Regions from separate parts of the Mus musculus genome. Here region 2 is linked to region 1. A link is a contact called in public Micro-C data. All regions are on one chromosome and are shown on one strand. The core of a region is the stretch at or near the end of the contact, and the rest is flanking DNA. Distances in the headings are between cores, read along the strand shown.

Region 1 (5,709 bases), core at 669-3,168:
ACAAAACCAGCAAAACTAGAATGGAGGCCTAATGAAAGACTAGGGAGAGAGAGAGATCCTGCACTCTCTGTATCTGGGTCCTCTTATCCTAGTCAAAGCCCAGCCAAGCAGCCCCATTTTTATTTGTTTACTTGAGATTGCAGGCTCCTGGGTCCGGATAAAAAGAGTCAAAGGCAGGCTGGAGAGATGACTCAAAAGTTAAGAGCACTGGCTGCTCTTCCTATAGGTCCTGAGTTTAATTCCCAGAGACCTCCTGGTGGCTCACCGTCATCTATACTGGGATATGGTGCCCACTTCTGGCCTGTAGGTGTACATGCAGGCAGAACTCTGTATACATAATTTGTGCCTTGTGCAAAGTCAGTTCCTGTCCAGTCGCATCTACTACAGGGACCTGAAGCCAATCATCTCTCACCTCCCAACAGAGAACAGGCACATGAAAAAGATGGCGCTTGCAAAGGCGTCGGGGTCGAAATCACCTCCCAGGATGTCAATTACACGACCCGAATAGCGAGGGATTAATGTCTCCCCTGAAAGAGGCAAGAAAGATAAGGAGGCTGTGCCCTGGCAAGGCCCTTCTCCCACCTCCCTCTCACAGTGGTCTCTTCCTCTCACCCCACACAGCCACCACAAGGAAGAAGAAGGCAGCTATGAGGAAAGGCAGGTCCGGCCTGGACAGCTTCAGCAACCGCTTCATCAGTGTTCTGTTCTCCTGGCCTGGTTCCTTCTCCTGGACTCCAGCCGGGCTCAGCACAGCCCACACGGCCCAGCTCAGCGCAACAGCCCCATAGCCAGCCAGCAGCCAGCCCCAAGAGGCAGAAGCCACTCGGACTACTGAGGTGCTCGCGGTGCCTCCCACCAGAGCTCTTAGCGAGAAAAACAGGGGAGTGGCAAGGCAGAGCAAGGGCAGAAGGGTCCCCACAAGTCCCAGCAGCTCTCCCACTTTTAGCAGTCCCCACAGCACTCCAAGTCGCAGGGTGCCCTCTATCCAGAGTCCTGGCAGCCCCTGGGGAAGCAGATTTCCCAGAGATCCTTGTAGCAACCCAAGTAAAGCCATGTCCGCCAGCAGCAGAGAGACCCAGGGCCTCAGGTAGGACAGCGCCATGGTGGGTTCTGCGGAAAGAAAGGGAGAAATGAGGTCTGTGGAGTTCCAACCCTGGTTACGAGCCTCCTGCCCCAAATCCACCCTGAGGCTTCTTGTTCACCGGAAAGACCCCCTCCTAGATAAGTCTCTCCTAGGACTGACTGTCTGACGGAGCTGGGAAGGCTGCATTATTCTCACACACAGTCACACAGACACACAGACACTCAGACACACAGCACGGGGGTGGGGGTGGGGGAGGGGGCGGTCTGCTGCCACCACATCCATCTCCCTGAAGTTTGTTGGTGTTAGCCCAAGAAGACACACTGCCCCCATTCCTCGGGTCTTTAAGAGCCAGGAGACCCGGTGCAGGGGCGGGATGCGGGTGGGTTCGGTAGCCTTAGATGGCTTGGGACAGAAGGTTCTGAGTAGGGGCGCTGGGCCGGCGGCGCCCGACGGAAGACCGGGGACGCAGGGCAAGGGGGTGGGGCAGAGGACCTTGGGCAAGGGGTGAGGGACAGGGGACCTGGGACACTGGGTGGGGCAGGGGCACGGAGCAGAGGACACGGGGCAGGGAGTAAGCGGCAGAAGACCCAAGACAGGGGACGAGGAGTGGGGAACCGGATGATGACGCCAAGGGTTTGGGAATGGGCCGCACTCCTGCTAACTCTCGGGTTCTATCCAAAAGAACTCACCTGCGGCTGCGGAGCGGCAGCTCAGGAGAGCTTCTGGAATCTGCTTCTTCTCAAACTGGATCTCCTGGGTGCGCAGCGACGCCCTCGCGGGGAGCGCGCCTGGGTCCCGCGGCTTTCGCTTTCACTTCACTGCCGTGGTCGCGGTGCTGCGCACAGCCGCCAGCAGATGGCGCCTGTCAATTTGCGGGTGGGTTGAGCGCCCCAGGTTCCCAAAAAGGCTCGCCCTCCAAGGCCGCTACTAGCAAAACTCTTGAGGGTCTGAGATGCTTTGAAAAGGAAAAAAAAACAAAAACAAAAACAAAAAAAAACAAAACAAACAAAAAAAAAAAACGAAAAAACCCTGCATTTCTCCGACCTCCGAGCATGTTTTAAGAAGCGCCGGTTAAACTGGGACTATAGTTCAGATGTTGAGAAAACTTGCCTGAGCCCAGGGTTCGCTGCCAGTAGGTTTGAGGAAGGGGAAAGAGGAGGAGGAGTAAAGGGCAGAAAAGAGCATAGGAGAAGGAGAAAGGCGAGGGAAGAGAATGGTCGTGGACGGAAGGAAGGGGAGGGAGGAAAATGGAGGAGGGAGTGACTTCAGGTCCCTCCCAGTCAGCAGACCACACAGGTGTCCCACCTTTGGAAAAAGGAAGAGAGGAGAGAGAAGGACGGAGGGTGGAAGAGAAGAGAGGCTTGAGGGCTTGTTTGTTTTTCCAGGTAAGCTCAAGAGTTGGGGTCTGGGGTAAAACTAGGGCTTACAAGAAGGCCTCAGCTCCTATCAGCAGGCCAAAGGTTCCCTTTCACAGATTTTGAACCCAGAGGCTCTGGCCCTTTGTCCTCAGACTTTCTTCGCAGCACACCGCACTTGCAGTGAGGGCCCTGGGTCAGTGCCAGGGCCTGCTGCTTGTGAGGTAGTCAGAGTAGGCTGTAGGCTAACACCATCAAAGAGGGAACCCGGCCTCCTCCCCAGAGCCCAGTTCATTGCGGAAATCACCCTTCTGGGCTCCAGGGAAGAGCCCTCACAGAGCATGGTGAGGCACCAGGTTCCATTCTCAGACATGAAAATCAACCATGCTGCTCATCACCACACCCCACCACCAGGGCACTACAAGGAGAAATGACTCTGCGGGCTGAAACTACCTATAAAGGAAAAAAAATCCCCTTAGACATGCTGGTGTGACTACCCATGAGTCACTTGAAGGTCAAATGTTGAGGGCGGGGGGGGGGCTGGGGGTGGCCTTAAAGCAGGCCTACATGGCTATGCCTATCTCTCTGGACTTTAGGGCTACCCCAGGTGGAGAAGGCTCCCATCTGGCTGTCTGGATCTCAGAGTCCTCTAACCCCTGACCTGGCTCTTGACCACTCCTGCACGGAGCACTCATGCGCTGAACTCTCCTGCCCTGAGCACTCCTGCACTGAGCACTGCTACACTGAGCACTCCTGCACTCAGCACTCCTACACCAAACACTCTGTACTGAGTACTCTTGTCCTGAGTACTCCTGCACTGAGCATGCCTGCACTGAGCACTGTGCTGAGTACTCCTGTGCTGTGCCCTGAACACTCCTGCCCTGAGCACTCCTGTCCTGAGTACTCCTGCTCTGAGCACTCTTGTCCTGAGTACTCCTGCCCTGAGCACTCCTGTCTTGAGCATGCCTGTGTTGAGTACTCCTGCCCTGAGCATGCATGTGCTGAGTACTCCTGCGCTGAGCATTCCTGACCTGAGCACTCCTATCCTGAGCACTCCTGTCCTGAACACTCCTGAGCTGAGCACTCCTGCACCAAGTATTCCTGCACTGAGCACTCCTGTGCTGAGTAATCCTGCCCTGAGCACTCCTGTCCTGAGTACCCCTGCCCTGAGCATGCCTGTCCTGAGCATGCCTGTGTTGTGTACTCCTATGTTGAGCACTCCTGCACCAAGCACTCCTGCACTGAGCACTCCTGCACTGAGTACTCCTGCCCTGAGCACTCCTGTGCTGAGTACTCCTGTGCTGAGCATTTCTGCCCTGAGTACTCCTGCCCTGAGCACTCCTGTCCTGAGTACTCCTACCCTGAGCATGCCTGTCCTGAGCATGCCTGTGTTGTGTACTCCTATGTTGAGCACTCCTGCACCAAGCACTCCTGCACTGAGCACTCCTGTGCTGAGTACTCCTGCACTGAGCACTCCTGCACTGAGTACTCCTGCCCTGAGCACTCCTGTCCTGAGTACTCCTGCCCTGAGCACTCCTGTGCTGAGTACTCCTGTGCTGAGCATTTCTGCCCTGAGTACTCCTGCCCTGAGCACTCCTGTCCTGAGTACTCCTACCCTGAGCATGCCTGTCCTGAGCATGCCTGTGTTGTGTACTCCTATGTTGAGCACTCCTGCACCAAGCACTCCTGCACTGAGCACTCCTGTGCTGAGTACTCCTGCACTGAGCACTCCTGCACTGAGTACTCCTGCCCTGAGCACTCCTGTCCTGAGTACTCCTGCCCTGAGCATGCATGTGCTGAGTACTCCTGTGCTGAGCATTCCTGCCCTGAGCACTCCTATCCTGAGCACTCCTGTCCTGAACACTCCTGAGCTGAGCACTCCTGCACCAAGCACTCCTGCACTGAGCACTCCTGTGCTGAGTAATCCTGCCCTGAGCACTCCTGTCCTGACCACTCCTGTGCAGATTACTCCTGTTCTGAGCACTCCTGTGCTGAGTACTCCTGTCCTGAGCACTCCTATGCTGAGCAGTCCTGCACTTACACAAGACCCAAGGGTTCCATTTTTTCTTTCACTTTCTCCTCTGCTTCCCCCACCCCAGAGAGTCTTGCTCATCTCTCTCTATTGTGCTTGCACCTTGCAGCCAGGGGTGAAACATGAAACTGAACCTCAGCAAACTTTACATTCGCTATCCAATGTCACCCAGGTGTTACTTGAGCATCCATGCTTATTGTCATCACAAAGTCTTCCCAGTTTCCCCAAAACATACATGAGGGGCCACACTGGAGTCCCGAGACCATGACACTCCAGGAAGGGCCAAATGAAAACGCTTCTCCAAAGAGAAAAGTGATGGGTGACGGTCCTCCCCAGAGATGCAGGGGAAGGGCGTCCAGGAAGAACCTGGCGAACACCTTCTCAATGGAAGCCTCGCCTGATTTCCTGTTTGTGCCCTAGCTCTCCCTCCAAAGGGCCCCACAGCCTGACCCCATTCAGCCACAACCCAGAGACATGTATAACCGTTTTTCTTTTATTGTACTTAGAAGGTATCTGTGAGTGCGGGGGCCGAGAGGGTAAACAGAGCTTTGTCTCCAGCCCAGGTTGAGCCCTTCTTTTTCCTAAGACTGAAGTAGTCCCAGGTCTCTGAGTCTGCCAGCCAGTGCCACCAATGCTGGGGGAGGCCTGCCCAGCAGCCATCACAGAGCGGCCTCTCCGTACTTGTACAGCAGGTCACTGACATCGGAACTCTCCACTTTCACCCAACCGTCTTCCTTCATGTGGTACACTGTGGGCGATTGAGAAAAGAACATGGCGTCAGGCCTTTCTTGGGCAAGTCTCTGCCAGAATGGTGTGGCATAAGCAGCTTTCATGAGCATTAAGCACACACACACTGAAAGCCTTTGTCTGGAACTTCAGTGTTCTCAGACCTGACATCTCCACTCATCTCCCCCGAGGCTCCCAATCTAAGCTCCCCCCACATCCCCCTCCTCCCAGGTGCTGGGGAGCAGTGGTCTCCCCAGGTGTTGTGGGGCGCATTGGTCTCTTACTGTTGACGACTCCTCCAGAATAGTTGTCTCTGTGGGTAGCATAAGCAATAGCTCTGCGGCCAAGGTCGTAGGCCTCTTCAGGACTGAGGTCCTGCCGGTAACCACTGTCCATCACCCCATAGGCATAGGTGTTCCCGCTGCCAGTGGAAAACATCTGTCCCGAGAGCCGAGTCCCATTGTCATCTACGTAGTAAAGTCCTGGTCCCTAGAAGATGGGAAACCATCCCG
Region 2 (5,554 bases), core at 757-3,256, 410 kb before region 1:
TTTTCGAGGCAGGGTTTCTTTGTGTAACAGAACCCTGGCCGCAGGACTCACTTTTTATACCAGGCTGCCCTCGACCTCTGCTTCCCAAGTGCTGGGATTAAAGGCGTGTACTACCGCAGATGCCCCCTAACTTCTTAGCCTTTGAGTGTGCTCTAGGCTGCCTGTCTCCCGGGGCCATGAGTCTCTGTGGGGGCACTAATGCACATGAATTTTCCTTGGTTCTCCTGATAACCTCTATGCACATACATGTCTTTGCAGCTTCTTTGGTTTCTATGATGCCAATGAGACAGTTCTGGAGATGGAGGAGCAGCCGGTAAGCCCCTCCAAAGACTTGCCTTCCCCCTCCCTTTGTCTCCACTTCACTCTGGGGCTCCTTCTGCCTCTGACTCCTGCTTCATGAGGGAGGGAGAGGTTGGTCTGGACATGAGCAGCGTCTCACTCCTGTCTCTCTTTCTTCCATGTTTCCATGGCCCTCGGCCCACCTCGAAGGTGTATCTTCGAGATTCTTTTGGGTTGAAGACTCTCCTGGCCCGGGGGGCCATAGTGAGGTGTCCCATGGCTGGCATCTCTCACACCACGTGGCACTCTAACCGTACGCTCTACGATACTTGCATTGAGCCGTGGCTCTCCTGAAGATGTCCTCAGTGGTCTCCAGGAATTCCCCAGCCCAGAGATCAAGCGGTGGCCTTGGGAAGCAGATGCCAGGCTCTGGCATGCCTGCAACCATCTTGTCATTCCCACACTGCCCGACCCCCACCAGGGCTCCCCTCCCCCCTCCCCCCCTGCTCCTCTGTGAATGACAAGTCCTGGTCCCCTACCTCATGTCCTCACTTGGGGACGCCTCCACGCTCTCCCTTTCTGCCACGGCTGAGGTTGGGAAGCAAGTGCCAGGTTTTTAACTGTGGCTTCACCGCTGCTGTTGCTTCTCCGGGTCTGGCTGTATCGGAGGAGAACCCAGCCCCTGCCCACCTCAGGGGTCTTCTTCCAGGCCACTCAGGACATTTTTAGCTTCTGTTATCCCCGTTTCCCTCTTTTCTCAACTTCCCTGTGGCTAGCCTCCCCACCAAGAGGGGCACCCATAAGAGGGGGTGTTCTGAGGCTCCCCTATGGGGACAATTCCACTTTTGAAGTGTCAGTGTTGGGGAATATCTGTGGCCTGCAAGGCCCATCTCAGGTTTGGGGATCCCCCAGTCCCTATGATCAGTGTTGGGGTATCCCCTGGGAGCCTAGGTTCTTTGAGGCCCCAGCCCCTCTTTTAACTACCCTTGAGTGGGTGGTCCCTGTATTTATAGAAATAAAAGATCCATTTCCTCAGCGTGGCTTGGCTTATTCCCAGGTGAAGGGGAACTGGGCTCCCCCAGGAGGGTGGGAATAGAGAGCCTGGGGCCTGGATGCCCGGATGCTTGGTCTGGGGTGGGGACCCCCTTGGTGTTTCCTTCCTCTCAATGCCCATTCTGTGTGGGTTCCTGACTCTGCGGGTTCTTTCCTGCTGAAGACAATTCTCTTCCTGTCCCAGCCTAGGGTTAGGGGGCTAAGCCCCAGGCTCTGCCAGTTTGGGCCTCGGCCTCATGGGTGGAATTGACATGCCACCCCCAGACTAGACAAGGGGGCTGAGGGTCAGAGTGGGCATGTGTCATCCCCCTTGACCTTTGGAGGCCAGGACCGGGTGAGGGGCTGTACAGTGAATCTCCCTTTGCCTGGGAGGAGGAATTTAGACTGAGACAATAGGGCCCTGTCTGTTCTGGCTTGGGGGTGGTGCCCCTCAGCCCCCAACAAATGCCATCAAGAGATGGAGACAGTTTTTCCCTTGGTGCCTTGGGCTGCCCCTGCCCTTCTGTGACGGCCGCTTTCTTTCCTCAGCCGATCTGGCCTACTTGGCCATGACCTGCTCTTGCTTTGTCTCCCGCCCTCTCTCCCTGCCCTCACATTATCCCACAGTCTCTTAGGCTGAAAGGGGGTGGGGTACTGGTTGCTATTAGAGCCGGGAACTTCTGATTTGGGGTCCATAATTCAGGGACCTCCGAAATTGTGTAGGTCCTGCTGGAGCAACACTTGGCTGAAGAGAAGAAGGTGAGGAAGGCAGGGCCTGTCTACTGAGCCAACCAGCCTGGGTCTGAGGAGCTAGTGGGAGGGAGACTGCTGTGTGGTCCAGCCCCTCTGCATCTTCTCAGCCAGAGAGGCCCACCCACCAGTGTAAGCTGCGGCTGCTGGGGCTGTTGCTGCTGCAGCCTCCTGGACAGGGAAACAGGTAGGAAGAGGAGAAGTGGGTAGGTAGGGAGAGGAAGTCAGTGGTGGGAAGAACCCACATCACTTCACCTTCCAGTGGGGACGAGGGAGGGGGAGGGCTTCTGAGTGAGGGGTGTCGGTATGATGAGAGTGTGGGGGAGCGGTGGATGCTTGGGTCGGGGTATAAGGTGTGTACACTTGTGAAGGTGACATATTCTAAGGCAGTGTGCAAGGGATGTGCAGGAAGGCTGGCCAGGAGCATTTAGAGTGGTGAGCCTGGCTGAGGACGGAGGGACCATGACTTGGTACTGGCAGGGCACGTTGGTTAGGTGTGCAGGCCACTGCAGACCATGGGAGTGGCTTGGGAAAGTCAGTGTCCTGACCACCAAGTCAGATTGCTTTAGGAGGGCCTCACCTAGAGACCCAAGGAGAAGGGAAGAGCTCCAATAACCACTTGTCTGCAGCCCTCAGAGTGAGGGAGCCATGGGGCTCTGGGCTGAGCTGTGCATTTCCCTACGAGGACTCTCATTCTTCCTGGTGCTGATGACGGGCGAAGGGACCAGAGGAGGATCTTTCAAAGAGAGGTGACAGCCAATGGGGAGGGCTTTGCTGGGATGGGGTTTGCCATGGGACAGAAAATTGAAAGTTCAGAATGAAGGCGAGATGCCAGGGTGGGAGGGGGGCGCCTGGTCTCAGCTGTGTGAGGTGCTGAGGGCCCGACACCCTCCTCCTCCCTGGTGTGCCTACAGTTTGGGAGTGTGCTCCAAGCAGACGCTGCTGGTTCCTCTCCGTTACAACGAGTCCTATAGTCAACCGGTGTACAAACCCTACCTGACCTTGTGTGCGGGGAGGCGCATATGTAGCACCTACAGGTGAGAGGTGAAGCCCCTAAGGCTCCCAGGTCTCAAAGGGACCCCAAGAGGCAAGTCCAGGATGGGTACCTACAGATATGAGCCTGCTTCTGTGTTCTAGGACCACATACCGTGTGGCCTGGCGGGAGGTGAGGCGGGAGGTACCACAGACACACGTGGTGTGCTGTCAGGGCTGGAAGAAGCCACACCCAGGAGCTCTCACCTGTGATGGTGAGGAGGCTGGGACTTCAGGCTGTGGGAGGCTTGCTGGGAGCTGGCCCTGTGTCTGGGTCTTAACTGTCTTCTCAAATGGACCCCAGCCATCTGCTCCAAGCCTTGTCTTAATGGAGGTGTCTGCACTGGACCAGACCGGTGCGAGTGTGCCCCAGGCTGGGGAGGAAAGCATTGCCACGTGGGTGAGCAGGATGGTCCCCCTCCCCCTGTCACACACATACACACACACACATGGGCAATGGGGGTGGGTGCTGAGATGGGGACTGCCCCACTCACCCTGCATCCTGCCTGCCCCCTTGAGCTCTCTTCTCTTTCTGGTAACTAGATGTCGATGAATGCAGGGCCAGCCTTACCCTCTGCTCTCATGGCTGCCTCAACACACTGGGCAGCTTCTTGTGCAGCTGTCCACACCCCCTGGTGCTGGGTCTCGATGGACGCACCTGTGCAGGGGGGCCTCCAGAGTCCCCGACAAGTGCCAGCATCCTCAGTGTGGCAGGTGAGTGTGGGTTGCCTGTGGGGTGGGCCTGGTCTGTGCTGCGGGGGAAGGCCACACTCTCTTTTTCCTTTGTCCTAGTTCGGGAAGCAGACAGCGAAGAGGAGCGAGCCCTGAGGTGGGAGGTTGCAGAGCTTCGTGGGCGTCTGGAGAAGCTGGAGCAGGTGAGCAGCTGGGAGAGGCATGGGTGCCAGTGTTCCTGGGGCCTTGCCAGCATCCTCAAGTACTGCTTTTCTTTGTAGTGGGCCACACAGGCTGGGGCCTGGGTTCGAGCAGTGCTGCCCATGCCCCCTGAAGAGCTGCGGCCTGAACAGGTGGCTGAGCTTTGGGGCCGGGGTGACAGAATTGAGTCCCTCAGCGACCAGGTGCTGCTACTGGAGGAAAGACTGGGTGCCTGTGAGTCCCCTGCTGCTCCTCCTCCATGACTGAAGACCCAGCCTCAAGTTAGCATTTCACTCCTGAAACTCTCCCACACTGTCCTGGTCACCAGACTACTTGCATATTGTTGGGTGACTAAACTAGCAGGGCCCTCCCTCCTGGCCAGGGAGCCCCTCCAGACCTCAGCCACCTTGCCTCTTTGCCATTAACCAGGTGCCTGTGAGGATAACAGCCTGGGCCCAAGCCTGCGTGGATGACGAGGAATGCCCGCAGCAGCTGGGGTCCCCAACTTACACAGAAGCTACACCTGCTAACCTGGGATCAGAAGATATGGATATCAACCACTGAAGTACAACAGGCCGCAGAGAACCCCACGTCTCTCTTTCTCTTTATTTTCAGTTGCTTGCTGTTATCCAGATAATAAAAACCAACCACACAAAACTGTACCCCACCCGTTCCTCCTTCCCCCCAGTCTACCTCCTGGGTTTTAGGAATGGGTCTAGAGTGGGAGGCAGGGGTGGCCAACGCCACTGGGAGGAAATGAAAATTGGCTCAGAGACGGAGGTACCTCAAAAAAAAAAAAAAAAAAAAAAAAGAAATAAATTAAGCGCCCTCCTCTCCTTCTCTCCAGGGTCAGGGTCTTCTCCCTAAGGCCCCAGGGAGCAGAGAGCAGCTTCTGGCGTCTGCCTCTCCAGAATTTGGTTAGATGGTGCCCGGCCAGGACCCTGAAGACCACTACCTGGGGCAGGGGTGAGGCTAGGGGGAAGCAGAAATTGGCATCTGGAGTATGCTCAGCCCTGGCACGGGCAGGGATCTCTGAGTTACACGAGCCAGCCCCATGGTGGGTGTCAGCCCCATGGAGGTGACAGTACTGAGGCAGTCAGTCCCCAGGTGAGCCTGTGAGGAGTGTCAGGTGCAGCTTCCAGCCACAGGATGAGGAGTCCTCACTAGGAGACGAGCCCCATCAGGCTGTGGACTTGGGGGTGAAGGATAGATTGCTCCTCAGAACGCAACAGACAAGTCCATTGTCCAGTGTAGGGCGGAGAGGGAGAGAAGGCCACACAAAGACCATTGAGGGACGGGTGGGATGGAATGTCTTCCACCCTTGTATCGGATGAGCCACTTGAGATGAGGGGAGGCAACTGTCCCACAAGACAAGATGGCAGGTGGGGCTTGGAGTGGAGACTGCACCCACGCAGGAGAGTCCAAGGGTGGGGCAGGGAAAGAACATGGAGTGACATTCACTTCAGAAGTTGAGGATTCCAAAAGGAGAGGAAGGAGTGGGGACCCGGGAAGAGGGCCTGGCCCTGCCTCAGACCCTGGGTGGGAGGTACAGGGAGGAAGAAGGGGGTGGAGCTCAGAGCCGGGCTTC

Evidence for each region. Hi-C and Micro-C count contacts between places; a contact is called where the count stands out from the background.
Region 2: a Micro-C map of the G1E-ER4 cell line shows a contact between it and region 1, with 4 times the contacts expected there. The contact joins the promoter of Egfl8 here to the promoter of Tap2 in region 1. A contact is called at or near these places in 2 of 39 promoter capture datasets (embryonic stem cells and stem cell-derived epiblast-like cells), 4 of 484 Hi-C or Micro-C datasets (the G1E-ER4 cell line, cerebellar granule neurons, embryonic stem cells and 1 more), 4 of 115 datasets of contacts at active chromatin or transcription factors (T-cell acute lymphoblastic leukemia, bone marrow-derived macrophages, large pre-B cells and 1 more) and 4 of 9 other capture datasets (adipose tissue, embryonic stem cells, liver and 1 more).

What each region holds. Positions count from the first base shown.
Region 1 is chr17:34,200,688-34,206,396 of GRCm38.p6, reverse strand. It overlaps Tap2 (transporter 2, ATP-binding cassette, sub-family B (MDR/TAP)), which reads right to left and starts at 1,918. Exons shown (of 12, transcript NM_011530.3): 1 at 1,774-1,918; 2 at 613-1,110; 3 at 413-527. The coding sequence starts at 1,102. It overlaps Psmb8 (proteasome (prosome, macropain) subunit, beta type 8 (large multifunctional peptidase 7)), which reads right to left. Exons shown (of 6, transcript NM_010724.2): 5 at 5,482-5,686; 6 at 4,943-5,219. The coding sequence ends at 5,131.
Region 2 is chr17:34,612,423-34,617,976 of GRCm38.p6, reverse strand. Egfl8 (EGF-like domain 8) reads left to right here and starts at 2,006. Exons shown (of 9, transcript NM_152922.3): 1 at 2,006-2,070; 2 at 2,691-2,810; 3 at 2,976-3,098; 4 at 3,199-3,308; 5 at 3,398-3,493; 6 at 3,637-3,807; 7 at 3,886-3,968; 8 at 4,047-4,200; 9 at 4,396-4,627. The coding sequence starts at 2,710. The coding sequence ends at 4,439. Ppt2 (palmitoyl-protein thioesterase 2) reads left to right here. Exons shown (of 9, transcript NM_001302396.1): 8 at 259-313; 9 at 490-1,315. The coding sequence ends at 633. Agpat1 (1-acylglycerol-3-phosphate O-acyltransferase 1 (lysophosphatidic acid acyltransferase, alpha)) reads right to left here. Exons shown (of 7, transcript NM_001163379.1): 7 at 4,528-5,554. The coding sequence ends at 5,540.